Linked DNA regions of Mus musculus: regions 2 and 3 are each linked to region 1. A link is a contact called in public HiChIP or PLAC-seq and promoter capture Hi-C data. All regions are on one chromosome and are shown on one strand. Each heading gives the region's core, a stretch centred on a gene start, on an enhancer-like site or on the middle of the called end of the contact. The rest is flanking DNA. Distances are from core to core; before and after follow the strand shown.

Region 1 (4,635 bases), core at 1,632-4,131:
ATGTTCAGATCTATCGTTCACACACTCCATCCTCCTGAGAACTTACAATGGACGGAACATTACCAATGAGTCTCCCTCCTACTTAAGAGTTCCCCTAAGGGGTGAGTTCCCCTAAGGGGTGAGATGGTTTCTATGCCCTCCCACCGTATTCATGCCTCCCATCCTACCTGCCCATCCAGACTCTCCTGAACTTACATGGATTGTTCTCTAAAACCCTTACAGGACCTAGGCTAACACTTTTCAGTCTTCTAGCTCAGTCTTTGATGAGCATAATTCATTCATAAGCAGGCATTCTTAAGAGCCCTCTTCCTCCTGTGCTTTTAAAAATAATAAAGTGCCTTGTTTTTTTTTTTTTCTTTTGGCATTTTTTTTCATGACAGTCTTTAAGTAGATTATTGATGAGAGATGCTTTCTCAAACACAGTAAGCAAATTGGAACATCACCTATGGAAGTTAAAACACAGAGGCCCTGTTCTTCTCAGAAGAACCAGCTCCTGGTGTGCCCCTAACCTATCTCTGGCTGTGTGCCCTCACAGTGACGTCTTAGCCACCTCTCTAGACACAGTAAGATGTGGTACAGTCCTATCCTCCCTAAGCCCAGGGTAGTCCTCACTCACCTTTTTAATGGTCACAAAATCATTCTCCGCAGACGTGCGCTTGTTGATCTCATCCTCGTACCTGTTGAGCCCCCAGAAGACAACTGCAGTTAGATCAGATCCCGTTGGCAAGGTTTTTTTTTTTCCTTTCCCTATTTCTACTGGAAAATTAAACTCTCTTTAAATGCCCAGATTGAAAATATAAAAATCCAAAATGAAGGTACCTTTATATTCATTAACTCAAGCATGTTTGAGCTCCAAATCCCTGCTTTCTTTGCACTCAAAAAGGAGGCCCCTCCATACCACCCTGGTGCGCCAGCCCAAGCACACTGAGCAATAAGAGAGTGGATGCCCATAGTAAAAAAAAAAAAAAAAAAAAAAAAAAAAAAAAAAATCCATCTCCACTTGAGGTCTCCTCCGTCACCTACTTCTTCTTAAAGTCTTCCACGAGATCCTGCATGTTGTTCAGCTCTGACTCCTGTGAGGTCCTTTCTGCAGAAAGCCTGTCCACTTGCTTCTTGAGCATGCCTATGTAGGCCTGGAAGATGGGGTCCAGGTTTGTGGTGCGGCTGCCTACATCCAACTGCTGCAGGAGTTCCCATTTGGTCCGCAACACCTGGTTCTGCTGCTCCAGGAATCGCACCTACAGTGGCCAGAGGAAAAATACAGAAGTTGGACGTCACCTTTCACACCAGGGAGCCACTCTCACCCAGAGAACCTGTGCTGCTGCTCCGGGAGACGTACAAGTCACAAGACTTTACCCTCACTACCCAAGGCAGGCTGGGAGGCACCAGGCAGAGCTTCTGAGCTCCACAACATCACACATGGAAGTTCTATAGACTTCTGACACTGCCTCTGCTCCTCTCCACTCTGCACTCTCCTACTTCAGGCTCCTCCCCAGACTTGAGGCATTCCCCTCCTCCGTGCTAACATTCTTCCAAAGCCCTATAAATTCTGGACCAAGAAAAAAGCGGGCACCTGCTGTCCCAGCAGCAGATTGCATCAAATAAGAGAGTCCTGAGGACAGGCAGGGCTCCTCCCTCAGTTTTAAGAACCTTGTAAATCCTGTCTAATCCAAGGCAGAGGAACCAAGACAGCAACACCCCAAAGTGACACCAATAAAAAGTTTATGGGTCACCAAAATGAGCTGGTTCTCTGGAAGGCTAGAATTTTATTCAACCCCAAAGTTATTTCAAGTATAGATTGCTGGGATTTATTAGACTAATAACAGGAGAAACAAACTCTATCCCTTCTCGTTGTTGCTTTCCAATCCTGCTGTCACCTGACCCGACCTGTTCTGTTATTACTTGTCTATTTCAGCTTTTCTATGAGATGAGAATTTTCTATAAATAACATTTATTTGGGCTGAAAAATAAAATACAAAGAAACTGTTGAAGAAACTGTAGTCCACAAGACCAGCGTCTCTCCTACTTTGGAACTTGCAAAGTCCCCTGGCTACAGTGGCCTCATCAATGACTCTTGAGGGAGAGTCTGTCCTTTCCTTTTCAGCCAGCACAGCAAGTGCAGGATCCCAGCGTCTCATGACAGAAGGTGCGGCCTCTCCCACTCACCTTGTCAATGAAAGAGGCAAATTTGTTGTTGAGGGTTTTGATCTGCTCCCGCTCCTGAGACTTCACGTTCTGAATCTCTGGGTCTACTTTAACATCAAGAGGCTGCAAGAGGCTCTGATTGACAGACACTTCATGGATACCTCCACCAGGGAATCCTCCAGGGCCCCCAAAACCTCCAGGGCCACCTCCAAATCGGCCTCCGCCAAAACTGCCTCCGCCAAATCCACCACCTCCGAAGCCGCTGCCACCTCCAAAGCGGCTGCCACCTCCAAATCCTTGGCCTCCTCCAAAGCCAGAGCCACCTCCGAAGCCACCGCTGCCTCCAAATCCTTGGCCACCTCCAAATCCTCGGCCTCCTCCAAAGCCACTGCTGCCTCCAAAGCTGCTGCCACCGTAGCCACCACTGTTGCCAGCCACGCTACTAGAGATGCTCTTGTACCCGCCGAGGCCAACAAGACTCTGACTACCAAAGCCACCTCCACCAGAGCCTCCTCTGCCACCACCGTGGCGGCTTATGCAGGAGAAGCTGGTATTTGATCTCCGGCTCCCTCCAGAGACCACAGCTGAACCGCTACTGAAGCCCCTGAATCCGCCGCCTCCGCCGCCGCCTCCTCCTCTTCGGGACCTGCAGGAGATCTGGCAACTCATGATGTTTTTGCTCAGCAAGACGAGTGAATATTCCTGAGCAGATCCGAGGCTGGAGACCAAAGTGTGCTGTCGGGAGACTCACAGGGTCCCTTATATACCTGCCAACTAGGTGTTGGTGAGCTTGGGTGTGGGCCCACTTACGCATGGGTTTGGTCTGCCTGGAAGCTATTCTTGGTGAGTGATTATCAACCTAATGGCCATTAAAACATCTACTAATCAGCTCCAATCCAGAACCTGCTTTGATTTGCGAACGGCTCCTGTTTATCTGTGCATCTGTCATGCAATTTGATTTTTGTAAAATCATCAGAAGAGGAGATTAGTCTTTGGGTTTCCCAACTTGGAAAAAAAATGTCCTGAAGAGTACACTGCTCCCTGTTATGGACCGACCCATGGGAAGCTGGCCACCACCCAGGCCTGTGTGGGCTTCCCATCTAGCTTGCCAGGGAACGGAGGTCTGGCTTGATACTCTGAGAGCATTCACTCCAAACTTCCAGCTCTCTTGCCTCCATGTGGCCCAGGAAGGGGGGCGGGGGGGGCATTATATACCATGACTATGGTGGAGGGACCAGCCTGTGCTTACAGAGAGAAGCTGGCCTCCGACGCTGCAATGTTGCAGCCATTTATCGAACTATCTAAGCTCCTTTCCTTCCAGGCCACATCAAACATACACATAGCCAACCCCTGGGGAGGGGATCATATTGAGTCCTGTCACCAGGAACTTTTATCACCATCAATTCCATTGGGGGTTCAAAGAACAAAGGGAAGAGTTCTTTCCTGAAGTCTGTATGACTCAGGGTACATGTGAACGTGTTGCTTTGAGATCCAAGTGTGGATGGACTGTTGCTCAGAAACCATGCACTGCCTTGTGATTCTGAAGGCATTAAGAAGGCAGGCTCTTCACTGACTTTCAAAGACCGGTGAGCTTGGGAAACCCCAGACAGTCTATCCAAAGTTGCCAGCCACACAGAACACTCATTAACACCAAATCCAGACACGGTTTCTCCTGACAAGATGGCTATGCATATAAGACAGACGCTGTGGAGAAATAGAAGCAACTCAAAGTCAGAGACTCTGGATTTAAATCTTAATTTTGCCATCGTTCTGGCTGTATGACCTTGGATGAAACTTTGAGTCTTTGTTTGCCTTAGCTATGGGGTAGGAAACTGGTATGTAATGTCTTTTGTTTTGGTTTGTTTTTTTTTTTTGTTTTTGTTTTTATTTTTTGAGACAGGGTTTCTCTGTATAGCCCTGGCTGTCCTGGAACTCACTCTGTAGACCAGGCTGGCCTCAAACTCAGAAATCCTCCTGCCTCTGTCTCCCAAGTGCTGGGATTAAAGTCATGTGCCACCATTGCCCAGCATGTAATGTCTTGATAACCATGCTGTCGTAAACATTAAATGATGTTATTTTGAGTGAGACAAAGATATTTTCCTTTCCTTTCAACCTTGGTGCGCTAGTCTCTCTTCTAATGGCCTAGCTCATACTTTCGTCATGACAGAGAGAAATGGTGCTGGAAACTCATGTTGTTCTGTGAGCTTCAGTTGCTCAGTTTCCTCATCTATCAAAAAGTAAGGGGAGGACAAAGAAAAGAAGAAGAGGAGGAGGAGGAATGGAAGGAGAAGGAAGAGGAATTGAGGAAGAAGGGGGAGAAGGAGTAGAAGGGAAAGACGAAGAAGAGGAGGGGGAGGTAGAGGAGGAGGAGGAGGAGGAGGAGGAGGAGGAGGAGGAGGAGGAGGAGGAGGAGAAGAAGAAGAAGAAGAAGAAGAAGAAGAAGAAGAAGAAGAAGAAGAAGAAGAAGAAGAAGAAGAAGAAAAGGAAGAA
Region 2 (4,615 bases), core at 1,358-3,857, 330 kb before region 1:
TATGAGTGTGTACACACATATATGTGAACATGCATGTATATGAGTGTATGTCTAAGGTTCAGGAGACTGAATGGCTGTTTTTTCTCATCCTTCTCTCTGAGTCAGCACCTTGTCTATTATCTGTTCTTGGACTGAGCCAAGGGACCAGCTTGAGGGAAGGTCTGCTCAGAGACAGGATTAGGTGCCAGGGGCTGTAACAGAACATGCTACTGAAGAAGGCTGGGTGGTCTCTTGGAGGAGCAGAAGCTTCCTGAGGCCTGGTGCCCATCCTTCATGCCTGTGTCACATGGAACTGTCTCCATACATGACCATGTCATGCTTGCCTCCCAGCAGACTCCCCGAGGGCAGGGACCATGCACACTGCTGGCTGGATTGGTAGCATCCTGCTGTGTCTATAGGGTGTGTGTGGCAGTGTTGGAGGAGAGTAGAGGAAAGACCCTACAAACAACATTCAGAGACTTTAGGGTTAGTTCTGGAGACTAGGAAAGCTGGGTGGAGAAGGGGAGGGGGACGGTGAGAACCTTGTGAAGAATTCTGTGCCTGAAGGAAGACAGGGAGAGGGCTCCTTGATTGATAAGGCAGGGCTGGGCTTCCTGACTTAGGCAGGCAGAGACCCCAAGCACAAGCCAGCTTGTCTATACCCAGGGAGCTCCTGTCAAGACTCCCCAGTGGCCCTCACCTCTTCTTGTAGCCCTCCATGGACTCCTGCGCATGGTTGAGCTCAGCAGCCAGCCTCCCGCTGTCGGCCTCCACACACTCAGCCTCCCGCCTCAGCGTCTCGATGTAGCCCTCGAACAGAGGCTCCATGTTGCTCTCACAGCACTTGCGGTTCTGGTAGAACTGCCACTTGGTCTCCAGCAGCTTGTTCTGCTGCTCCAGGAAGCGCACCTGCCATGCAGAGTTAACGTCTGAGAACATACTCTTGCAGAATCACAGGGTAGGTGTGTGTGTGTGTGTGTGTGTGTGTGTGCCTCATGGCCTCCCTTGCTGACATGTCTTCACCGCCACACTGGGGCTGAAGGTAGGTGGCAACCTGGAACTCCGTCCTGAGAGCTAACTTCAGTCAGTTCACCTGGTGTCGCTGAACGCACTTAACCCAGTCCAGACTCTGCCTCTTCTTAGTCTGTGACTTTGGATAAAGCTCCCAGCCTTCCACAGGATGGGGTGGCTGAAGCACCTGTTAGTAAGGTGCAGAGAAGCATTCATTCTACCTCAAGAAGCTAGCACAGCCAGGGCAGCTGTGACGGTCAGCCTGCGACTGGACCGGTGAGCCCGTTTAGGAAGGCAGACTGTAAACTCTGAAAAGTGAACAAGTGCAAATGACTGGATCCCGGCAACAACAGCGCAATTAGAATAATGAGCACCTGGGATCCAAGTGCAGGGCTGCCTTGTGTTTCTGAGCTCAAGAGTGGGATTGAAGGACGAGGAACATGGCTGACTGCAGGGAGAGACTGTTGATTGGCAGGGGTTGTATCTCACCACCATTATTACAGACTATCAGGGTGCCCAAGCTGCATGTAGACCCTGTCTCCCCACCACCAGGTTGGTCCACTCCCTGATTCCGACGCCTGTGTTTAATGACCTTTCCATGGACTTAGTAAGTTCTACCTTGTGCTACCTTTAGTGTCTCATGTGTGCCAGCTCTAGATAGCTCTCCCCAGGGCCCCAGCTGCTCTCTCCGTGGAGCTTGTACTCAAGCCTCAGCTGCATGTGGATGTCTGGATTCTGTGAAGACAGCTGCAGGTTTGAGTCCATCCTGGCTCCTGTGGACCTGGGCTGTGGCTATAGCGCAGGCCTGCGTGCTGAGCTCAAATACAGTCGCTTGCACAGAGCATACTGGCCACAGTGGTTACATGGGATTCAAAAGGCTCTGTGAGATAAGCCACCAGGCAGTCCCCATTTTTGACCTTGACTTGGTTAGGACACCCTGTTTCCTACACAAACATCTACATGGTCTTGCACATTGGAGAAGCCGGGCCTGGGCTCTGTAGGTTCTGCTCCGAGTTCTGAGGGTGCCTTCAGTTTTTTTTTTTTTCCACACCAGACTGAAAGGTACTGCTTCCTGTCTGTGTTCCCTTTGGCCTTGGAGGCTCTATGGGCCTTCACTCTGATTCCCCCTCACTGTCCAGCCTTGGCTGAGCACATGATGTGCTCCGGGAAGGGGCTGGTCCAGGACACCCACCTTGTCGATGAAGGCCGCGAACCTGCTGTTGAGACACTTGATCTGCTCTTTCTCCTCATGCTTCACACACTGAGCATTGGGGTCGATCTCCAGGTTCAGGGGTGTGAGCAGGCTCTCATTGACAGAGACGGTGGTGATGCAGGGTGGGCTGGGCCCGCAGATGCCTCCAGATCGGTACCCGAAGCTGCGTCCACAGGAGCCGGAGCGGAAGGCCCCACAGACACTCTGGCTGCCGAAGCCCCCTGAGAGTCCTCGGTAGCAGGAGATGCCCCTGTAGGGAGCTGCAGAGATGCAGCAGCGGCCAGGCCGGGGCCCGCAGGCTGAGGCGCAGCTGAAGTTTCCAGTTCGAAAGCCACAGGTCATGGTGGAGGAGAAGACACGCGCGAAGAGGAGAGAAGTTGACAGTGTTTGGAACTGAGGCCGTGTGTCCCCTGGGTCATTGAAGGCCCTTTTATATGCTAGCAATTGCTGGCATATAAAAGGGGCCAAGAAGAGACAATAGCTGTGTTTTATTGGCTTGGCAGCGCCTGGCCTCTTAAGCTCCAACTCCTAGTGTGGCTGTGTCAACAATCTTTGGCTACAGGCCTGTTTCATCTTCAAAGTCCTTTACAAGCTTGCCCTGGTCTCTGCCCCTCCCTTGGTCTCTGGTAGAGAAGGGCAAGGGAATTTCTTGGAACATTCTCTCTGAACCCATTTCTGGAAGGTTCACACCTGGGCTATGAGCCTGGCTATCTGGCCTGGCTTTGGGCAGAGTGGCTGGTTCTACCCCATCCTGTGAGGGAGTATGTCCCTACCTCCCTCCCCTTGTCTCTCCCTATCTAAAAGGCAGGGAGATGAGGTTCTGTCTTCATTGTTAAGGTCAGCCTTTCTCAGGCCCTTCTTTCACAGAGCCTGTCCAGGATGGGGTGAGAGAGAGGGCAGTGGTCAGAGGGTACAGAATCTAGAGTGGAAGCAGGGTTTGGCCTCTGTGTTCTGGGTTCCCAGTGCAGGGAGAAAAGCTGGCATGTAGGACAAGGCACGCTGGAATACTCAGCATAGACTCTAGGTCAGCAGGTCTCTAGGTCAGCGGGTATCTAGGTCAGGGGGTCTCAACCTTCCTAAAGCGGCGGCCCTTCCATACCTCTCCTCACATTGTGTTGACCCCCTCCACCATAAAATCATTTCATTGCTACTTCATAACTATAATTCTGCTATAGTTATGAATTGTAAAGTAAATACCTGATATAAGCGCCTTAAGGGGTTGCAGCCCACGGGTTAAGAACCGCTGCTCTAGAGGCAGATTTGCTTTGAGTTTTCAGAGGTCATTGCTGATAGGATCTGGACCATGAGAACAAGCTCTCCAGACTCCAGGAGAGGAGCTAAAGGTGGGTTTGAGAAGGACAGAGAGGGGGTGAATTAGAAGAGCCCAGATACTATAGTCTAGCTCTGGACCTGAGACTGCCTGCTCATTCCTCATCATCCAGGAAAAACACACTGGGGGTCACTTTGGCTGTCACCACAGCCACAATGCTGCTCCCTGGGGATCCCGCCAAGAGCCGGGGTTTTGGAGGAGTGTGGTGTGGAAAGAGCTTGGGGAGACCAGGTTTTGACCAGTGGATGATGGAGAAGCGGCAATCGAGAGGAATCTTTTTCAATGACCTGGCTCTGCAACGGGGCTCTGACAAGGTAAACTCAGTGACTGAGTCGGTGTGCCTGCAGCCACTGGGAGACAGGAAATAGACTGTGTGGGCTCACAGGGTCCTGAATGGGACCTATTCCTCCCCTCGGAGGACTCGCTGAATGGGATAAGGCTGTCCTTAAAGCCATGCTTTCTAAATTTGGCCTTATCCTTAACTTTAGGTCACGTGATGGCTCATCCGGGAGGATTCCCCAACCTGGGTGTTTGAGCTCATAAACCCTCCCAGGCACACGTCTCTGGATGGCCTCTGAGGATGACGGCTTTAATGGAACCATTTCCTGAGTAAGCTTAAGCATGAGCTAAAAATAGCCCTCCACACATCCCACCAGCACCTCACCTTTTGCCCTTCCCTCCTTGGGGTGTGTGGGGTGTGGGCCAGGCACACCCCACAGGGAGCACTGTAATGAAGAGGAGGTGCTCTGCTTTAGAGACTTGTCAGGAAGCTGGACCACGCTTGCCTGCCAGAGGTACAGAGGAAAGGTCTCTTCTGGGCCCCACACTCGGGTTCCCACAGTTTTGAGGCCAAGGCATGGGTGGTGGGATAGGGGCTTCTGGTGTGAAAGACCCACCATGGGTTTGACCTTGAGGCTTGGGGCAGGTGGGACTTCTGCAGTTGCTGGAGGGAGGGAGAGACTGACTGACTGCTTCTTCATTCTAAGCCTTTACAGATTTACTGCTGCCAGAAACTCAAGAAAACACCAGCTCTTTCTCCCCCCTGCTCAGTATGGGAGCCTCAAGAATGGCTGGATCCACAT
Region 3 (4,756 bases), core at 2,059-4,558, 380 kb before region 1:
AAATTCATTCTCAGAAGTGGCTCGTAGTGCCACTTCCTCTTCATACCTGGGGACAGAGGACACAGGGCTCAGATTTGAGGGGGGAAAACAGAGAAAGAATGAAGGCCCAGATGGACACATCCCAGGACCTGAATCTTTGGAGCCGACGTGACAGCTCCTTGTGCTCCTGGATTCTCCTGGCTAATGTGGGTCAGGCAGGAGCCATGCACCTTTCAAAGGCCCCTTTGTCTGGGCTGTGGTTCCCTGGGATCAATGAGGCCTGGCTCTGGAGCCTCCCACCCCACTTTGCCCAGTCTCCATTTAGGGTCTAACTCAGTACCTAGAACACCACCAGGCGCTCAATGATCCTTTTGCAAATAAAAATAAATAAATAAGTTAAAAAAAAATTGAGTATCTTAGAATCTCTGCACTCTTTATTTAAAATATATTTTTTAGATTTTATCTAATTTTCTTTATGTATATGGGTGTTTTGCCAGCATGTGTGTCTGTACACTGTATGCATGCAATGGCTATGGAGGCTAGAAGATGGTACCAGATCCCTTGGGGCTAGAGTAATAGACAGCTGTGAGCTGCAAGGTGGGTGTTAGGATTTGAACCCTGGTCTTCTAGAAGAGCAGTGAGTGCTTTTAACCACTGAGCCATCTTAGTCCCTCCAAAATCTTTAAATTTTCAGTCTAGAAGAAAACTCCCACTAGAACAGTGGTTCTCAACCTGTGGGCCGTGACCCCTTTGGGGGCCCCACATCAGATATCCTGCATGTCAGTTATTTGAGTTATGATTCATAATAGTAGTAAAATTACAGTTATGAAATAGCAACAAAGTAACCTTATGGTTGGGGGTCAGCACAACATGAGGAGCTGTAGTAAAGGGTCGCAGCATTAGGAAGGTTGGGAACCACTGATCTAGAAGCATGTGTCATCGTCGTCTCTCTTTAGGGAGGACCTCTGGGGAGCACCCCTTCAAAATCCCATTTAAACCTGTTGTCTTTGACTTAATTTTACTTGTTTCTACAAGCCTCCTCCCCAGTGTCCCTCACCTCTTCTTGTAGCCCTCCATGGACTCCTGCACATGGTTGAGCTCGGCTGCCAGCCTCCCGCTGTCGGCCTCCACACACTCAGCCTCCCGCCTCAGCGCCTCGATGTAGCCCTCGAACAGAGGCTCCATGTTGCTCTCACAACACTTGCGGTTCTGGTAGAACTGCCACTTGGTCTCCAGCAGCTTGTTCTGCTGCTCCAGGAAGCGCACCTGTGTTTGGAGAGGGAGAAAGTCTGTGTGGGAGGAGCCAACATGCCCTCCTTAGGTTGTAGAAAGAGCCAGACAGAGCTCATTGAGGAAGTGTGTAATGGTTGGGCAAATGAATGTCTGTCCAGATGGGGTAGGAGGGAAACCCTGAGACATGTAGCTGTGCTGGGTAACTGAGTGACTTCCGGTAAGGCAGAGGAAAGCAGGGAAGGCTCCCTGGAGGAAGGAACACAGGACAGTGAAGGGAAAGGAGAAAAGGAAGCCTTTCTCCATGAGCTTCCTCAGGGAGAGTTGTGACTTATCTGATGTCCTTGGTGACCAGCTGAGAATGGACAAAGTAGAGAGGGAGTCCTGGGGTGCGTCAGAGACGCGAGGGTGAGCATTCTGGGGCTCTTGCCACTTAAGAGCTCTGGAGTCCCAAGTACTTGCTAGTCTCTAGAAATCATGTAGACTGGAGAAGATTTTAGAAAACAGGTCCATGGGAATGTCACCGTTTACTGTCAGTCAAGTAGATCGGACAGTGGATGTGGCCAAGGACCTGTGTTGACTAAAGAATGGCAGCCAGCCCCGACTAGCCCTGGGCCTCTGGGTTTCCACTTCCTGAGACTGGACTGGAGCGGGGCTGCCTCTCACCTGCAGGCCTGGCCCCTGTGCTCCTACTTCCAAGAGTACAGCTGAGGACTGGAGCATTAGAAGTTCCAAAAATGGGAACTGGGGTCCTTGGTACCGTGTGCGCAGAATGGTTTGGGTGGTCTTAGTTGCTAAGATCCTGGGGCTTTCTCAGCTCGACCTTCCTGATCAAGGGTGTGGCCGGCGCACACACTGGTGGGAAGCTGCTGAGGTTCAGAGAGGACGCCGCCCGCCATACCATATCACCCAGTGAGCCAGAGGAGGAATTAGGTGTTGGGCAAAGGCTACAGACTCTTGGGTCCAGGTTCCTTTCTGCTTGACTGTGGCTACTTTCCTAGGGTGTAGTCTGGCTAGAGGGAACTGTGACTCTGGGCTTTGGGCCCTCTAACTCAGGGCCTGAGGAATGGAACACTCCGTGCCCGGGTCTGATCTGACTGTGTGGTGGAACGGCTCCATCACTGTCACTTTTTCAATTCCGGGCACGAAGGACTATGCCACAGGCATCAGTCTTTATGTGCTTCCGGTTTCAAGGCTGGCTGTAGCTCTCTGCCCTCTCTGGAGACACCACGCTGCGAGATCCAAACATACGTATGTGCGCATGCGCAGGAATTTGCACGCATGGCACACTGAAACAACGAATTCACTGTGTTGGGAAAGCAGCCTCACTAGGTATGTGTCAAATGATTTCACAAAGCACGGCATTCTAGTTGAGACTGTCCCATGGGGCTGTGAATTTTCTTCGTTAAAAGTGGGAGAGAAAGACAGCTACAGTGTACTCATATACATAAAATAAATAAATCTTTAAAAAAATAAATAAAAGTAGGAGAGAAGGCTGCATTAGAAGGGAGAGAAGTTAAGACCAATGTCCTTTCTCAGTCTTAAGTACTGGAGCAGTCTTGAAGAGGTGTGACTTTTCTCATCATCTAAAGTTACCTAGAGCTCCCTTTCTGAGAACCTGCTTGCGGATTGCTCCCAGCAGGTCCTCAGGTGCCAAGAAGGGGCTGGCCCAGGACACCCACCTTGTCGATGAAGGCTGCGAACTTGCTGTTGAGACACTTGATCTGCTCCTTCTCCTCATGCTTCACACACTGAGCATTGGGGTCGATCTCCAGGTTCAGGGGTGTGAGCAGGCTCTCATTGACAGAGACGGTGGTGATGCAGGGGGGGCTGGGCCCGCAGACGCCTCCAGATCGGTACCCGAAGCTGCGTCCACAGGAGCCAGAGCGGAAGGGCCCGCAGACGCTGCGGCTGCCGAAGCCCCCTGAGAGTCCGCGGTAGCAGGAGATGCCCCTGTAGGGAGCTGCAGAGATGCAGCAGCGGCCGGGCCGGGGACCACATGCCGAGGCGCAGCTGAAGGCGCGGACCCCACAGGAGGCTCCGAGGCGGGAGGAGAAGCAAGACATGGTTCAGAGGCGATACAGAGTCAGGCTGGACCCCGAGGCTCGCTCTGAGCCTTATATCGTGCAGGAGGGAGCGCGCCCGCCGCCCAGGCGTTTATGAGCTTGCCTGTTGGAATCAAAGCAGCCCGGGCTACCTTGCCGCCCCCATAAAACGGCGTTCTTCTCCCGCCCGCCCTGGCTTTATGGTGCCACGAAGCGCCTGGTCAGCTCCGGGGCTGGGCACTGTGGGCATCGGGCGGGACCCTCGTGTCGCGCTATTGGGACTCACTGGGTCACTGTCTCCATCCCAGGCTGGCTCACATCCCACCTGGTTCTCCACCCTGAAGGCTAGGAAGCCCTGGCCTTGGAGGTGACCTTTGAATTCATGCTGTAGGGGGCGTGCTCGCACGATGACAAGACCTTTGAAGTTATGGGCAAATTCATGTCCAACTTTGGGTGGGTAAATAACCTTTCTGAGCCTTAGAAGTCCTGTGGGGAGCAGGGATAAGGGAATAATAATAATAATAACAACAATAATAGTAGTAATAACAGAAGAGCTGCTGATAATAGGATAATAGGATAATGGATCCGAAAGCCTCTTAGGCAGGACCTAGCACTTAAGAGCTCCAGAAATGTTTGCTTGTTTATCTATTTGTTCCACTATTGTTAACTTGTTATTCTTCCTGTGTCCCTTTAGGCAGAAACGTTCCCGTATCTCTTCTCTTCTCTTCTCTTCTCTTCTCTTCTCTTCTCTTCTCTTCTCTTCTCTTCTCTTCTCTTCTCTTCTCTCCTCTCCTCTCCTCTCCTCTCCTCTCCTCTCCTCTCCTCTCCTCTCCTCTCCTCTCCTCTCCTCTCCTCTCCTCTTCCCTCCCTCCCTCTCCGTCTCTCTGTCTCTTTGTGTGTGTCTCTGTCTCTTTCTCTGTCTCTCTCTGTCTTTCTATCTCTGTCTTTCTCTGTGTGTCTATCTGTCTCTCTGTCTCTCTCTTTCTCATTCAGCTCAGCTCCTATCTCCTCTAACCCTTCTACCCTTCCCTATGCACTTTGGAGAGAGAAGCCACAAACACTGATGACTGCCCTGCCTAGCCCACTAAGGGATTTTCGTTGTTTTTGAGACAAATAAGGATTCACGTCGTCCAGGCTGACCCCAAATCACTAGCCTTGAGCTCATGGTGTTACTGCCTCCACACCCCAAATGCTGGCACAGCAGGTGTGAGCCACTGCATCCACTGTGGAGGGCTCTTTGACACATGATTTCTCCCAAATCAAAGGCTTTCTTCAGGGGTTGTGCCCATTCATCTGCTTAGCAAGGTGACCTCATAGTGGCGCATAGACTTATGTGGAAGGCTCCAAGGACTGGAGTCAGGATCTGAGAGTTCTGAGCGATCAGAACTGCTTCAAGGCTGTCTCTTCAGGGCCTGTGCCTGTGTGGCTGTGGGCTGTGGGCTGTGGAATAAGGCTGGGATCTTAGAGGCAGGAGTATGGGCTGTTTCCAATGGTCATGGATA

What was found. Promoter capture Hi-C pulls out the DNA fragments that hold promoters and counts their contacts. HiChIP or PLAC-seq counts read pairs in DNA pulled down with a chosen protein or histone mark.
Region 2: a promoter capture Hi-C map of embryonic stem cells shows a contact between it and region 1, with 3 times the contacts expected there. The contact joins the promoter of Krt83 here to the promoter of Krt2 in region 1. A contact is called at or near these places in 6 of 39 promoter capture datasets (the 3T3-L1 cell line, 3T3-L1-derived adipocytes, cranial neural crest and 3 more), 1 of 115 datasets of contacts at active chromatin or transcription factors (embryonic stem cells) and 3 of 9 other capture datasets (adipose tissue, embryonic stem cells and liver).
Region 3: an H3K4me3 HiChIP or PLAC-seq map of embryonic stem cells shows a contact between it and region 1, with 20 read pairs. The contact joins the promoter of Krt87 here to the promoter of Krt2 in region 1. A contact is called at or near these places in 5 of 39 promoter capture datasets (3T3-L1-derived adipocytes, HPC-7-derived erythroid cells, embryonic stem cells and 2 more), 1 of 484 Hi-C or Micro-C datasets (embryonic stem cells), 1 of 115 datasets of contacts at active chromatin or transcription factors (embryonic stem cells) and 3 of 9 other capture datasets (adipose tissue, embryonic stem cells and liver).

The regions. Positions count from the first base shown.
Region 1 is chr15:101,815,288-101,819,922 of GRCm38.p6, forward strand. It overlaps Krt2 (keratin 2), which reads right to left and starts at 2,882. Exons shown (of 9, transcript NM_010668.2): 1 at 2,167-2,882; 2 at 1,024-1,238; 3 at 617-677. The coding sequence starts at 2,814.
Region 2 is chr15:101,488,905-101,493,519 of GRCm38.p6, forward strand. It overlaps Krt83 (keratin 83), which reads right to left and starts at 2,608. Exons shown (of 9, transcript NM_001201323.1): 1 at 2,183-2,608; 2 at 680-888. The coding sequence starts at 2,545.
Region 3 is chr15:101,435,496-101,440,251 of GRCm38.p6, forward strand. It overlaps Krt87 (keratin 87), which reads right to left and starts at 3,309. Exons shown (of 9, transcript NM_001003668.2): 1 at 2,892-3,309; 2 at 1,037-1,245; 3 at 1-46. The coding sequence starts at 3,275.